2 separate regions of the Mus musculus genome follow, and region 1 is linked to region 2. A link is a contact called in public Micro-C data. All regions are on one chromosome and are shown on one strand. The core of a region is the stretch at or near the end of the contact, and the rest is flanking DNA. Distances in the headings are between cores, read along the strand shown.

What was found. A called contact is a pair of places that touch in the nucleus more often than the background predicts.
Region 1: a contact with region 2 is called in a Micro-C map of the G1E-ER4 cell line, with 2.5 times the contacts expected there. The contact joins two enhancer-like sites. A contact is called at or near these places in 5 of 484 Hi-C or Micro-C datasets (the G1E-ER4 cell line, olfactory sensory neurons and reprogramming fibroblasts) and 1 of 115 datasets of contacts at active chromatin or transcription factors (CD8 T cells).

What each region holds. Positions count from the first base shown.
Region 1 is chr1:69,654,414-69,660,827 of GRCm38.p6, reverse strand. The region is part of intron 3 of Ikzf2 (IKAROS family zinc finger 2); the gene reads left to right. Among named protein-coding and RNA genes, the nearest start is that of Ikzf2, 28 kb to the left of the region's middle. Within about 2 kb of position 3,192, at least 59 of the 459 cell types and tissues checked have an H3K27ac peak or open chromatin away from gene starts, as enhancers often do. A contact at or near this core is called in CD8 T cells and the G1E-ER4 cell line, where this site is marked.
Region 2 is chr1:69,495,390-69,502,272 of GRCm38.p6, reverse strand. No RefSeq gene overlaps it. Among named protein-coding and RNA genes, the nearest start is that of Gm28497, 68 kb to the right of the region's middle. Within about 2 kb of position 3,167, at least 36 of the 459 cell types and tissues checked have an H3K27ac peak or open chromatin away from gene starts, as enhancers often do. A contact at or near this core is called in CD8 T cells and the G1E-ER4 cell line, where this site is marked.

The DNA.
Region 1 (6,414 bases), core at 1,943-4,442, 160 kb before region 2:
GTGTTTTATTTTGTTTTTTCACTTTGACAACAGTCTGTCTTCTCAGTTTTGGGGTATCTAAAAGGGAGAAAATGGTATGTGTGTATATTTAATGTTTTTGAAGTTGGCAAAAGTCTTTAATTTTTGCCCCAGACAAACACTTCTGCTTAATCATTTAGGACACATTATACTTTAAAACACTATTAAGAAATAGCAAAAGAGAAAACATTTTTGGGAGGGGTAATCCCCCTGTGTGGACTTGATTTCATTTGAAAGTGTCTCAGGGCTGCTGGAGTCTGCATCGTGACATTTGTTGAGTTGTCTAGAAACCCACAGGCTAAGCCTAGCACACAGGAAAGCTGAACTCCAGCTTTGTCCTTTATGGCTTCCTCATGTGGGGAACCTTGAGTCTGGTTCGTTGTGTGACATGTTTTTTACATGAGCAAATATGCATGGAAGTGTGTTGTAGCATTTGGCTTTCTCTGAGACTCTCCCAAGGGGAACAATGGTTCTCAAATGGTTGAGAACTCTGCGTACAGGCACAAATTTGCTCTTGAACATGAAGAGAATCCTGAGGTAGGGAAATCCTGTGTGTCCTGCCCCTATCTCAGAGTGCCAGGCTCATGGAATGATTGACAAGCCCCCTTTTGCTCTGTGCCCGTAAAATCCCATTTTAAAATATCAGATTGTCCAAGTTCGCTTCTGGAATATAACTCTCTCTCTCTCTCTCTCTCTCTCTCTCTCTGTGTGTGTGTGTGTGTATGTGTGTGTCTGTGTGTTACATCTCTGCTGAAAATAACCCTTGAGTCAAACACTTGGACAGGGCCCCAAAGGTCATTTAGAACAACTTCCTAAACAAAACAGTAATGTCCTTGACAGCTCTCGTGACAGGTGGGCTCTGCAGTGTGACTTCTCTCTTGCAGTACTGGCTGAGGGTGGCATGAGCTTTGTAGGTTGATCAGCTGTGATTCCTAGAAAGCCCTTCCTTATGACCAGCCCTCCTCTGCCTCCCAGAATGCAACTGTTCCTTTTCACTATGCATTCCCCTTCTAATTATCAAGAGGAGCATTAAATTGCTTGTCTGTATGTTTGTTTGTTTGTTGCGTTAGTGCTGTGAATCAGGTTTTCTTGTAGATTTTTTTTTACAGATTTTTGTTTTAACTTTTATGATCAAAAATCTATATTAATTACGTCTAAGGAATAATAACGCTTTAGACATGCTTTATGTTCATATTTTTGTCTCTTGCCACCTTTGTCCATATGCTTGCAAATAAATCATGCTGGTATGCTAAAAAGCAGAAGTAAGATAGATCTTGAATGCTTTTTCTCTAATTTATATCTTATGTATGTCACCTGTATGCATTTTAAACCTAAAGCTTTTAAATCGTTGACTTGGCAATTCAAATTCATTTATATTTAAAGTGATATTTTGTTTGAAACGAATACATGTTTTGGAGACAAATATCCTCTGGTTTCCATTTATAATGTAGCACAAAGGTGTATGTATACATGGTAGTTTGGATACTAATTCTGTTGTCCTAAAATGAAATACTTTGTGACATAAAAATAATACAAGATGGGATGGGGAAACAGGGTAGTAGTGGTGCATGCCAGCAATCCGGAGGCAGAGGCAGGCGGATCTCTGAATTTGGGGTTAGACCAGTTTACAGAGTGAGTTTCAGGACTGTCAGGGCTACAAAGAAATCCTGTCTCAAAAGACAAGTCCCCCCCCCCCCAACCCCCGTTCCCCCCCACCCCCCCCCCCTACCAAACGAAGGGAGAGAAATATGGAGACATGCTACAAAGCTCATGAAATCATCTCTGAAGGCTTCATTCAGCATAGTTTGTGGATACTGGCTACAGTTTTCCAGGCCGACATTTCTTAGGAGAGATTTCCAGGTGAAAACCGATAATACCAAATTTCTAAAAGTGCTTCCAGTCCCTGGCCTTTATTCCTGTGAGGATACTGGCAGTGTCTGAATTGGCTTACAACTCTGTCTTCCTCTCTTGCCTGAGTGGCAGTTTTCCTGGTCCCTTACTGGATTTACTGTTGTAATTCCATATAGAATTGTGCTGGGACCCAGCACAGATTTTAGTGCGCTCACCTTCGCAGTCTAAATCATTGTTGGGATGCTGACTCACTCGCATTTACCAGGGAAATTAGCTGGCTCTGTCTATGTGAACATTTCAGGAGGAGCTGGCCCTAACTGCAGATACCATCTTCCAGGTCACCAGTGGCAAATTGTTTTTGTTTGTTTGTTTTTTGATTAGCCAGGCTAAATTTTGTTAGGTATATTTTTGCTTTAGTTTGGAGAATTATTTTCTTTGGAGATTGACTGGCTGGGAAATTATTAGCTACTCATGTAAGGGGTACCATTAGCCCATTTAGTTACACCGTGACAGACTCGTTAAGGATGCATGTGTAAAGTCAGATGGTATCCTGGAGACCTCCCGTCACAAAGAAATTATGGAATTTGGGGAAAACAGTTATCCTCACAGCCAAAGCATTTAACAGTAATTATGTCACCAAGGCCCCGTTTGCCAGCCTTGCTGGATCATGAGAACTGTCCAGGATGGCTTTTAAAGCCAAGCTTTCCAGACCTCACCCCAGGTGCTCTGAATCAGAATCCTCTAGGGAGGTGCCCGCCGGTGACTCAGATCTAAATCACCAGGAGGGCAGGCTTGGGAAACTTCATCAAGCAGATTGATATGTGGGGAATGGGAGCGAAACTGATTGGGGCAGTAGCTGGAGGCTCCAGCCTGCATCAGCCAGTGGCCCTGGCTTTGCAGCAGGAGATGGTGGAACATGACAAGACTCTGTTTTTAAAGTTCAATATTAGAGGTGTCATATGTCTTTCGTAAGAAAAAAATAAATATTTAAAATATAAGTGTATATCGCCCGTGTAATTTTTTTGTAATAATAATAAAAAAACCCTTTTTCCTCCCCTCCACACTTCCTATACCTGTTTTTCATTTTTTCTTTTTCTATCTTTTTGTTTGAAGTGTTATAATAATATGTATAATATTTTCCCACTGAATTTAATGAGACTGAGGTTTTTTTTGTTTTTTTCCTCTCCACTTCTGAGTTGTATTCCTTCAGCTTGTTGATGCAAAATATATACATGTTTCTGTTTCGGCAAGGGGCGGGAGTGGGGTGGAAGTGGTGGTGGGGCGCTTGTACATCTGTTGACACTTCACAAGTAATCAGTTTAGATTTCAGCAGCTGATTAGAGTGCCCTCCACCAAGCTGAGAGCCAACCCTTGAGAATGATACCAGGCACCATTCCACTTAGATTTCTGTGCAACAAATGCAATAATGGCCAATTTAGGCCAGTTCCAAGGTTACAAAACCCCTGCTTTTTTTTCTTTTTCCTTTATTGGATTGTATAGAAGTATTAAAAACATTTAGTGGCCTGTAGTCCACAAATCATACAACATAAGTGATCGGAACCTGCACATGGAAGCCCTTCATTCATACCCACGCTACAGATGTTCGAAAGAATGCTGCTAGAGTCTAGGAATATCCTCTGCAAGCTGCTGCAGTTTCAGGGACTCAAGCTTCCACATTGAATTACGGGTAAGAAATATACCCGCCGGTGTCAGCGTGGCACCCAAGTCCTGATTAGCCTAAGATAGGAAGTCATAGCCCCGCGACCTGCAGCCAAAAGGAAAGCAGAGCCGTGCGTTTTAAATACGCCTGTGCAAACACTCACCCAGCTGACCTTCTCGCTCTCCAGCAGTCCTGAGGACAGGGCGGTTAGAGCCTGTGGAATACACTTAGAAAACACCATGTAGACCAAAGGCCCCGCAGGGTGGTGACTACACATGCTGTTTAGCAAGTGCTTTTGAATCACGTAAAAACAAATGCTGCGCAGAGGCGAGGGAAGTATAAATTTTTCCGTTAAGGAGAAAGGGATTTTGCAGGATGAGCTTGTAAATTAGAAAATTTAAATATTTGAATATTTTAGGTGTGGGTTTGAGACACGCAGGCAGGTATAATGGCTTGCAAATGATATCCATATAATTAAAGCACAAGATCACACTGACTGCTTAGGAAGAACTGGAGGGTGTCTACCTTCTAGTTAAATTCTTAGAATTACCATTTTCCTTCTATAATCTTTTCATCGTTTTCTATAATAAAATCTGTTTGCTATCTCCTTCCTGCAAACGTTAATGACTCCCTTTGCCTGTGACATGAAGTCTGATACACTCCTTTGTGTTTTAGTCTATGCTCCTTGTTAAACAACCCAGCCTGTCTTTTTATTGTTATCTCCTGAATTGGCCCTATTCTCTGCTTCCAGCCAGACACTTGCCATGTCCCCAACATAATGTATGTCCTTTCATTTTGCCTTAATGTTGCACAAACCTTCTTTCCCTGAATCTCTGCCCTCCTCCCCCCCCCCCCCGTACACTCCCAGTACTTCTTTGAAACATCAGTCATTCCCATTATCTTGTAGCACCAAGCATAGACAGTTTCCATTATGGTATTTGGCATATTGTATTGTTATTGTTTTATGGGTTTGCCTCCTGGGGTGGACTTTGAGATCCTCCAGGGAAGAGACTGCAGCCTTTTTCCTTCTCTGACCTGTTGTCTTCCTGCCTATGTACCTCATACAGAGCGATTGCAGTCTACTCTAGTGTCTTATGGACAGCTGACAAGGGGAGGGCTAGGGGCAGGGACCTGAGGTAGGGACTATTTAGGGAAAGAGTTGGAGTGACTTCCTTAACTGGGGGGTGGGGGGCAGCGGCAGTAGAGGGATGGGGGAGGGAGAGGGTGGAGAAAAGAAAAGGGTGAGACCCAGGCTCTTGTAGCATAGCTATCTTCAACAGCAAATCCTTTCTCCAAACAAATAGCTATGCCATTACTAAGGTCAAACAGGTAAGGTTTCTTCTTCCCAGGTTGAGCCGCTCCTTCCTTCCCTGGATACCTTCCTAAGTGCATGACACTCATGAAATCATTAATGGTTTTTTTTCCTGCTTCGTAATCCCAGAGAAGGTGAATTCTGGTCTGATTTTACCTGCTCTTGGGGCAACAGGATACAGTAGAGTCCCATATCTGTCGATAAGCTTTAGACCCCAATCACAATTCAGGTCCACCTTACAGTCAGTGCTTAAGCGCTTCGTTCATGTTTGCTCTTCTAATTTGGAGCTAACCAAGATGGATGTGTCTGGAGCCCTACCTCAGGTAGGGTAGAGTATTAATAAGCAAATTCCTCCGGACTTCCTTATATGTGTCATCCGTAACAGAATAACAGTGCTACACCCTTTCTTCTTTGTCCTTCTCATGTTTCTTCTCTCCCACACTTTCATCTGTCCTGTTTGTGCTGGCTCATGGCTTTCGTCTTCTAATGAAACTTCCTCTGGCTGAACTTAGGGAAATGTGTTTCAGCTTAGTCATTTGCCCTTTTGTCAAGCTGACCTATTTCAAAAAAGAAAGAAAGAAAGAAAGAAAGAAAGAAAGAAAGAAAGAAAGAAAGAAAGAAAGAAGGAAGGAAGGAAGGAAGGAAGGAAGGAAGGAAGGAAGGAAGGAAGGGAGGGAGAAATGTGGTGGGATAAGTAGTTTGAAAGCAGGGAGAGTATGCCAAGTTGCCCTAGCTGAGGTTCTGGAGTGCCAGCCTTACCCTAGCTAAGGTTGTTATGTGTTCTATAGATTGGCCTGGCTCTGATGAAATCTGTGGCTTGTCTTTGGGCCCCCTTTAACATTCTGTTTATCTTTCTTATCCTGTTCTTTATAAACCCACTTCCCCTTAGGCTAGAGAAGTGGCTCAGCTGCTAGGAGCACTTGCTGCTCTTCTAGGGAACCGAATTTGGTTTGCAGCACACACATTTAGCTGCTCACAACCACCTGTAACTCCTTCTCCAGGGGATCCAGCACTCTCTCCTGGCCTCTGTGGACAACAAGTGGCACGCATACATACATAGACACAAACTATATACATAAATAACAACAAAATAAATCTTTTTGTTATCTCTCTGCCTATCTATCTATCTATCTATCTATCTATCTATCTATCTATCTATCTCTTTGTATGTATGTATGAAATGATCCCACTATGTATTCTAGATTTCCTGGAACTCATTCTGTAGACTGGGCTGGCCTTGAACTCAAACCTGCCTGCATCTCCCTCAAGAGTTTTGGGATTAAAGGCCTGTGCCACTACACCTGGTTTAAAATGAGTCTACAATCAACAACAAAAGCCATTCCTCTGTGATACGTGTATGCTCTTTGCAATCCTGTGGGCCCTGCCTTCTTTGTCTAGGATTGCATAATGCTGATAGGAGTCTTCACCATCCTTAGTTCAATTCAAAACCTGTCTGGAAGGACTAGGCACTCTTGTCTCACCTTTCTATCTTGTCTTTGAGCAATTTGAGGCAGCTAATCCAGGCCGAGGACTTTAGAGAGTGGCATAGCTTAATGGATCACTGCTGCTCTAT
Region 2 (6,883 bases), core at 1,918-4,417:
ACCCACTACAGAAAGGAGTACACTGATTGGACAATTCTAGGCAAGTGTGAATGAGAGAAGGGGGGAAAAGGGCTTACAGTTATCTATTTAAAGATCCAAGAGTGAACAAAAGAGGATTGATTGTGGTTAAGCTGGAAGGACAGACTCTGGTTACTTAAATTAATTTATTTTTAAAATGATTCTATGTACTATGTTATCATAAATAGCGATGAACCCAAAAGAACCACTGATTGAGTCTCTGGATCTGTAGTTCATTGTCCAAGTTCCCCATCTTAAATGTGAAGCATTTAAATTTAAAATAATTCCCAGAGTCATCATTATTGTTCCCTGTGTCTTATTTTGTATCACATAAAAGGCCAAATGAAAGAAAACTTAAGGTGGAGGAGGTGGAAGGGGTAAGATATATGTGGGTGAGAAAGGTCTGTTTTCAGACTTGATTTCTGTTGAAGACACAACATACTCACTCACAGGGTTGAGAACAGAATGTGGTGAGAACTTGCTGTGTGCTCCAAGAGATAGACAATCTTCCCTGGTGTGGCCTAATGAAATGGTGACAGTGCTTTAGAGTATGTTCAGGTATCTGATGATCTACCCCCACTTTTTTTTTTGTTTCTAACAAACTGTAATTCTAAGCACTTTCTATAACCTTGATACATTTCTCTGTAGCATAAGATTTAGCCTTTAGTATTTAGACCCACATAAGGCCGTTTCTCTCTTGCATTATATTAGTTCTCGAAAACGACATCAATTGAGTTTGACCCACTACACCAATTTGGTTAAATATCTGTCTGATCTTGTTTCTGATTCCCCAGGATGACATCTACAGACTCACCAGCAGCTGTGTTTAGAAAAACTGGTATGCCACGTCAGCCAGAGTTTAAAAATATCTCATGGATCTCAAGGTCACTAGTATTTTTCTGAAAAAAAATCTAGTTATTAGATGAACAAATTTATTATGGTTCACAGGGCTTTTTTGGGCTTTACTCAAAAGCAAAATGTATTATTAATGTATTGGCAAAATTATGAACTAATACCACATACATGGGGAATCACTGAGATAATGCATACATATGGCTTTAATGGGGAATAGTTTAATTAGCTGTGTTCATGTAAAAAGTTAGATAAGATTGGACTATCTAACACAACTAATTAACAATCAATTTTACTTACACACACACACATTTCTAATATTTTGAATTGTAACCAACATGCCAGAGTCTTGTTCAGCCTACATACACCAGTGTCTCCCTGAGACCCTGCAGGCCACATGCAGTTATGGTAGAATGACATACAAATGACAGAGATGAGTGGCGGATACCCCTTCTCTGATGGAATGGTTAACAATTAAAAAGCCCATCCCTGACAATCTTTTGCAAGCAGACAGAGCTGGTCTTATGAAGATGCCAATTGGTCTGCTCATAGGGTAGGGCTGTACAACAAAGAAACAGAGTTTTGTGCATTTTAATATCATATGTGTGAGGACAAACACCTCAGACGAAGGGCAGTGTCAGGGTCTTCTCCACAAAATGCATACATTATAACTTGATGTGACTTTTACAAAACCAGGGTGGTATGGTGCTGACCTAAATTATCTTTTGTAAAAACTGGAGTGATGGGAAAACGTACACATTGGGTGGGGCTCAGAAACAAACAGAAAACACGTAACATGTCCAGACCTGCTCCAGACTGCTATCAGATAAGATGCATTTAAGGGTGGAAGGGGCATATCTAGAAACAAACTACAAACAGAATGGCAGGTGCACCAGAAAGGATACAAGCAAACTGAATAGGTGAATATCCTCATTTTGAGAATGTTTTAAAGGAGAAGGCAAGCACATTGATTCTTCATGAGTGGGAAGTCTTTTTTTTTTTAATCTCCATATCACTCCTGGTGTCTGACCATACCACAATTCTTCATCCTCAGGGGAAAGTGTGGGCTTTGGACATCACAAAGCCTTCTTCCTGGGTTTTCTTCTTCACGTGATGTTTTGACTCACTTACATGACTTTCTGATGAACTGTGGCTCCCAGTTCTCCTAGCATTACAGAGTACTTCCCTGCAGAAATTATCCACATGTGAAAATTTGTATGAGAGGCCTACTTCAAGATATTTTGTGAACATTTTCTTAGAATCATAAATATTCTTTGTATTAAGAAATATTTTTGATTTTTTTTCTTCTTCACCCGGTATGTTAAAGTTTGTTCATATCTTCATCTTTTCTTTTCTTCCCAGCTCCTGAATATATACTAACTACCTATAGCATCTTCTTCGAAATCTGAACAATTTGCTGCTGACTGGCTCCTACGGAGTAACAAAACCATTCTCTCTCGGTTTTGGTACTATGATGTTTCCACTTATCTACTGGGCGATTCCATATTTAGTACCCTAATTATGATCTAATGATCACAGAGCTGTGGGAGGAAATTCACATTTACTTGCTTAAGTAGGATAAGTTGTCAGTTTAAGTCAAGATTAAAAACACCCTCTATCTTTTGGAACCTTTTAACTCACTAAAAGAGGTACCTTTTATACAGCCGAGTTAAGCCAGCTTTCCAAGAACAAGCTCTAGTGCAGCTTTAAGGAGCTGGCTTGGCATGGTCTGAAGATCTTTGGAGGCTGTCTTGTGTCCTATTTTTTATAAGTCAAAAGACTGTAAAGGAAACCATTGACAGGTGTCCTTACACGCCCAACAAGATTTAGGAATGACTTACATATGAAAATACAGCAAAGGCACAGACTTTTTAGATTTCAAATACAGAAACTCTCTTGTCTCCAAGTGCAAACCATTTCCCTGATATCTCTGGAAAAAATAATAGCGGGGCACCTTGAACTTTCATTTTCTCTCTGAGAGAATGACTTCAGGGCTTGTTTTGGTATTGGGCGATCATCCCTTTATTAGAGGAAATGAAGGTCTTCTTTTTAAACTTCCTCTAACTGTGCTGGTCTACTCAATATTATGTGGCCAATTCTGAGAAGTATTATAGAGTAGCAGACCACCAAGGGCTCCCTAAGAGATTAAGAAAAGATGAGTAAGCAAATTAGTCAGCTAAATGAACGGAGTTGCTTCAGAAGACAGGAGCTCTTTGCCTCCATCACGATATGCCTCATTAGTTCCATTAGCTGCTCTTCAGCATAGCCATTACCCTGCCCACTCGTTTCTAAGCAGTTTCACTATGTCAACGTTGATTCCCCCTGCACACACACCCACCCACTGGCTTACAGCTATTATATCACCTTCCAAGAGCATTGATTTTTAAGTCAAGTGTCACAAATTTCACAGTCATCATTTCCTTGCAAGCCTGAAACTGACGACTGCTGCTTCGTGCTTTCATTATTTCAGAATTAATCACTTGCTCCCATTGGCCGCTCCCAGCAGCCTCCTGCCCTGTTAAACTCAATGTTTAATTGTTCTGTGCTTTAATTGACAGATGCTAAAGTATCCCCTCATCTTGTGTTTTAGCAAACATAACTAATTAAGAGGTGGTTAGGAAAGAGACTGAAAACACATTTTCTTATTAAAATGATTAGATGTTTGTAGGACATCTCTTCTGTGTCTAAAATTGGAAAGATTACATTGGAGACATGACAGAAATTCATGCAATGACAAATTCCAACCCTGAAGTTCTGACAGTTTTAGTATATGAAGTGATGGAGAGGTAGGCTAGAACCCATGCTATGAAGCTAACTTAGATTAGATTAATTTTACATTCCTTACATTACCTTACAATTTCAGGAAAATTCAGTAACTCAGCAACTGGTGAAGATCCCCCCCCCAAAAAAAAGTATCAATTATTGCTGGAACTCGGAACACCTACTTGGAAATTTTTGAAATAGAAATATACCTCTACAGTTGAAATTTTAGTCTAGTTGTCACTAAAGGAGATTATGTAGCCAAATTCTATAAAGCATCTCTTGAAGACTGCTAAGACACACCATTGCTTCATTATCTTAGCACAATATCCATATGCACATTCTTTTCTTTTCCTCTACAGAAATATGATCAGAGTCACTTTTTGAAGAAATTCCTACAGCTGTTTAACACTGTCAGTGTGGCACAGGCCTTTAATCCCAGCACTTGGGAGGCAGAGGCAGGTGGATCTCTGAGTTCGAGGGCAGCCTGGTCTACAGAGTGAGTTCCAGGACAGCCAGGGCTACACAGAGAAACTCTGTCTCGAAAACAACAACAACAAAAAAGATTTTAAAAAAAAGGTCATTTTTAAAATCCACTTTCAGAGATGCAGGGCTAGGAAGAAAGAAGAGAACACATCGTTTGATTTAGGGTTGATTGGAATCAGCTTTTCCTTCCCTAGCATCTGATTTTCCTGTTTCTAGGAAATAAAAGGTATGTGAGCTCCAGCATCACAGTCCCCAACAATGCCAGGCTTTACTGTGATTGCCACACCTCGTTCCTCCACGCTGTGTTGACAGTCCTTAGCGGGGCTCTTGTCTTTGGCCTTAGCTACCAGCCTCAACATTCACATACGAAACCTACTTCTTTACAGGGATCTTTATCTAAACACTAACTAGTTTCTATCCCCACGCCCGTGTAAATCTTTTCTGAAAATCCTCTAAGTGCCTAAATTAAGTTTGAAGTCATCTGTCAGTGTTCTTATTGTTGTTCGCAGGCTTGCTCCATTTCTCCTTGGCTTCCCATGACCTACCTGTGAGGCACACTCTCAAACTCATTCCTTTCTGAACTTCCTTCAGTATTAATCACATAATACAATTTATTCACAGAGCCTTTCCTGTCCTGATGGAGAAAAAAAAATGATCTTTTTCTAGGGACATTGCCTATTTGGTTGCAACTTTGTAGATTTACCTCTCTCTCTCTCTCTCTCTCTCTCTCTCTCTCTCTCCCCCTCATTCTCTCTCTCTCTCTCCTTCTCTTTCTGTGTGTGTGTGTATGTGTGTGTGTGTGTGTGTATATGTGTGTATGTGTGTATATGTGTGTATGTGTGTGTATATATGTGTGTATGTGTATATGTGTGTGTATTTGTGTATGTGTGTGTATGTATGTATGTGTGTGTATGTGTGTATATATATATGTGTGTGTATGTGTATATGTGTGTGTATTTGTGTGTATATATGTGTATATGTGTATGTGTTGTGTGTGTGCATGTATGTATGTAGGAGGATGTAGATGACACATTCCATTGTATGACTATGCTTTAATGGTTTTCATTGCCTATGGTGTTATCAGAGTACCTCAAATGTAGAGGTTGTCCAGCAGTACAAACATTTCTAACTCTCATATAAGTGCATACAAACAACACTGGAGTATACTTTGGGCAAGTCTATGACCTAGTGCATAGCTATATAGGTACAATATAGCAAACATTATGGTTCCATTGTTAAGAGCTCTCCAATCTACACCACAATCCATACTTGAACTACATATTTCTAAAGCTCCAGTAGAAACATGCCTGACATGCACAGTGACACTTCACACTGGCAAAGAGAACACTAAACCAGATGATTTTTGCTGGAAATCTCTATCGGCCACTCTTGTTTTGTGTTATTTTGGTTACGTTTTCTGTAGTAGATAGCAGTATAGCATATAATGTTGGCCTTAATTTCTTTATGGTTTCCTATCCTTAGTAACAAATGCACATCTGGTTAGCTAAAGGCATCTTAGCCTCAGAGTACAGCCTGGAATACAACCACTGTCTAAAAAGCTTACTAGACGGTACCATTGAACTCAGAGAGAAGCATGCTAGGATGGCAACATTGCATGGTTAGTTTGTCTTTACATAGGAGGAAGTTTCTACATTCTGTATATCATCCAAGGTGAATGTTTAGAATCTCTACTTAATATTTCAGATAGAAAAGAATTTCAGATGAGGTGAACTCGGGTCTTCAAGAGAATAAACAAACCAAGCTGACTGTGGAGTTGGGAAACAGGATGCCAGGGTGGAGTAACTTCAAATGACATAAAGTCTCTGGATAAGCAAGAAGGAAGTTCCCCTTTCAGTTCATACCGCATCTGGGGTGGGAAATAACACCTTACTGTGGTCAGTATTTATTGTCTACATGAGCCTAAGACCTTCTTATCTGTGGTCCCACAGTGTGAAATCCTTTGAAACTTGCATTGCCCAAGAGAGTGCTGGAGCACAGCAGATAGTAACGGTGGGGAAAGCCGTGTTAAGTGGTAGCTCTGCCTGGGGAATTTTAGGATAACACATACATTTTATTTCTTTAGAGTAGTAAAGTTGAGTCTAGCTCATAGTTCTGAATTGGAAAACAACCTCAAACTATATGGGCAAGAAATGATTTATCTCTTTTAACAATAGGGATCTGATGGCTTAAACATTAAAACCCTCTGTACCAAATAAAATTCAGAACTTTGTTTAGACAAAATGTTCTTTGCCTTCTGAGCTGGATACGATATATGCTGTTGTTGGTGCAGTTGTGTTTAATGAATGAACGCGTGCCTGTTCATACAGGAGTGGGGTATATAAATGTATGCATGTGCATGCGTGTTCTTATGGAGGACAAAGGAGAACCTTGAGTGTAATCCTCAGAGATAATACCATCTGCCTCCTCTGAGACAGGGCATCTTGTTGGTCTGGAGCTTAGCAATTAGACTAGACTGGCTGCCAGTGAGCCCCAGGGATCTGCCTACCTCTATTTCTGCACCAGTGGGAGTACAAGCATATACCACCATGCCCTGTGTTTCTACATGGGTTCTGAGGGTCATGCAAAGGTCCTTAGGCTTCTAAGGGAAGCATTTTGCTGCCTGAGCTAGCTCCTCATCCATGAGTCAAATGCAGTTCATGAAACTCACCTTGGATTCCACACCTTGGATATTGTACATATCCTGGCAGGAGTAGCTTCCAACCTGTTTCTACCCAATGTTCATTTTGAGCTTTAAATTTTCCGTAGC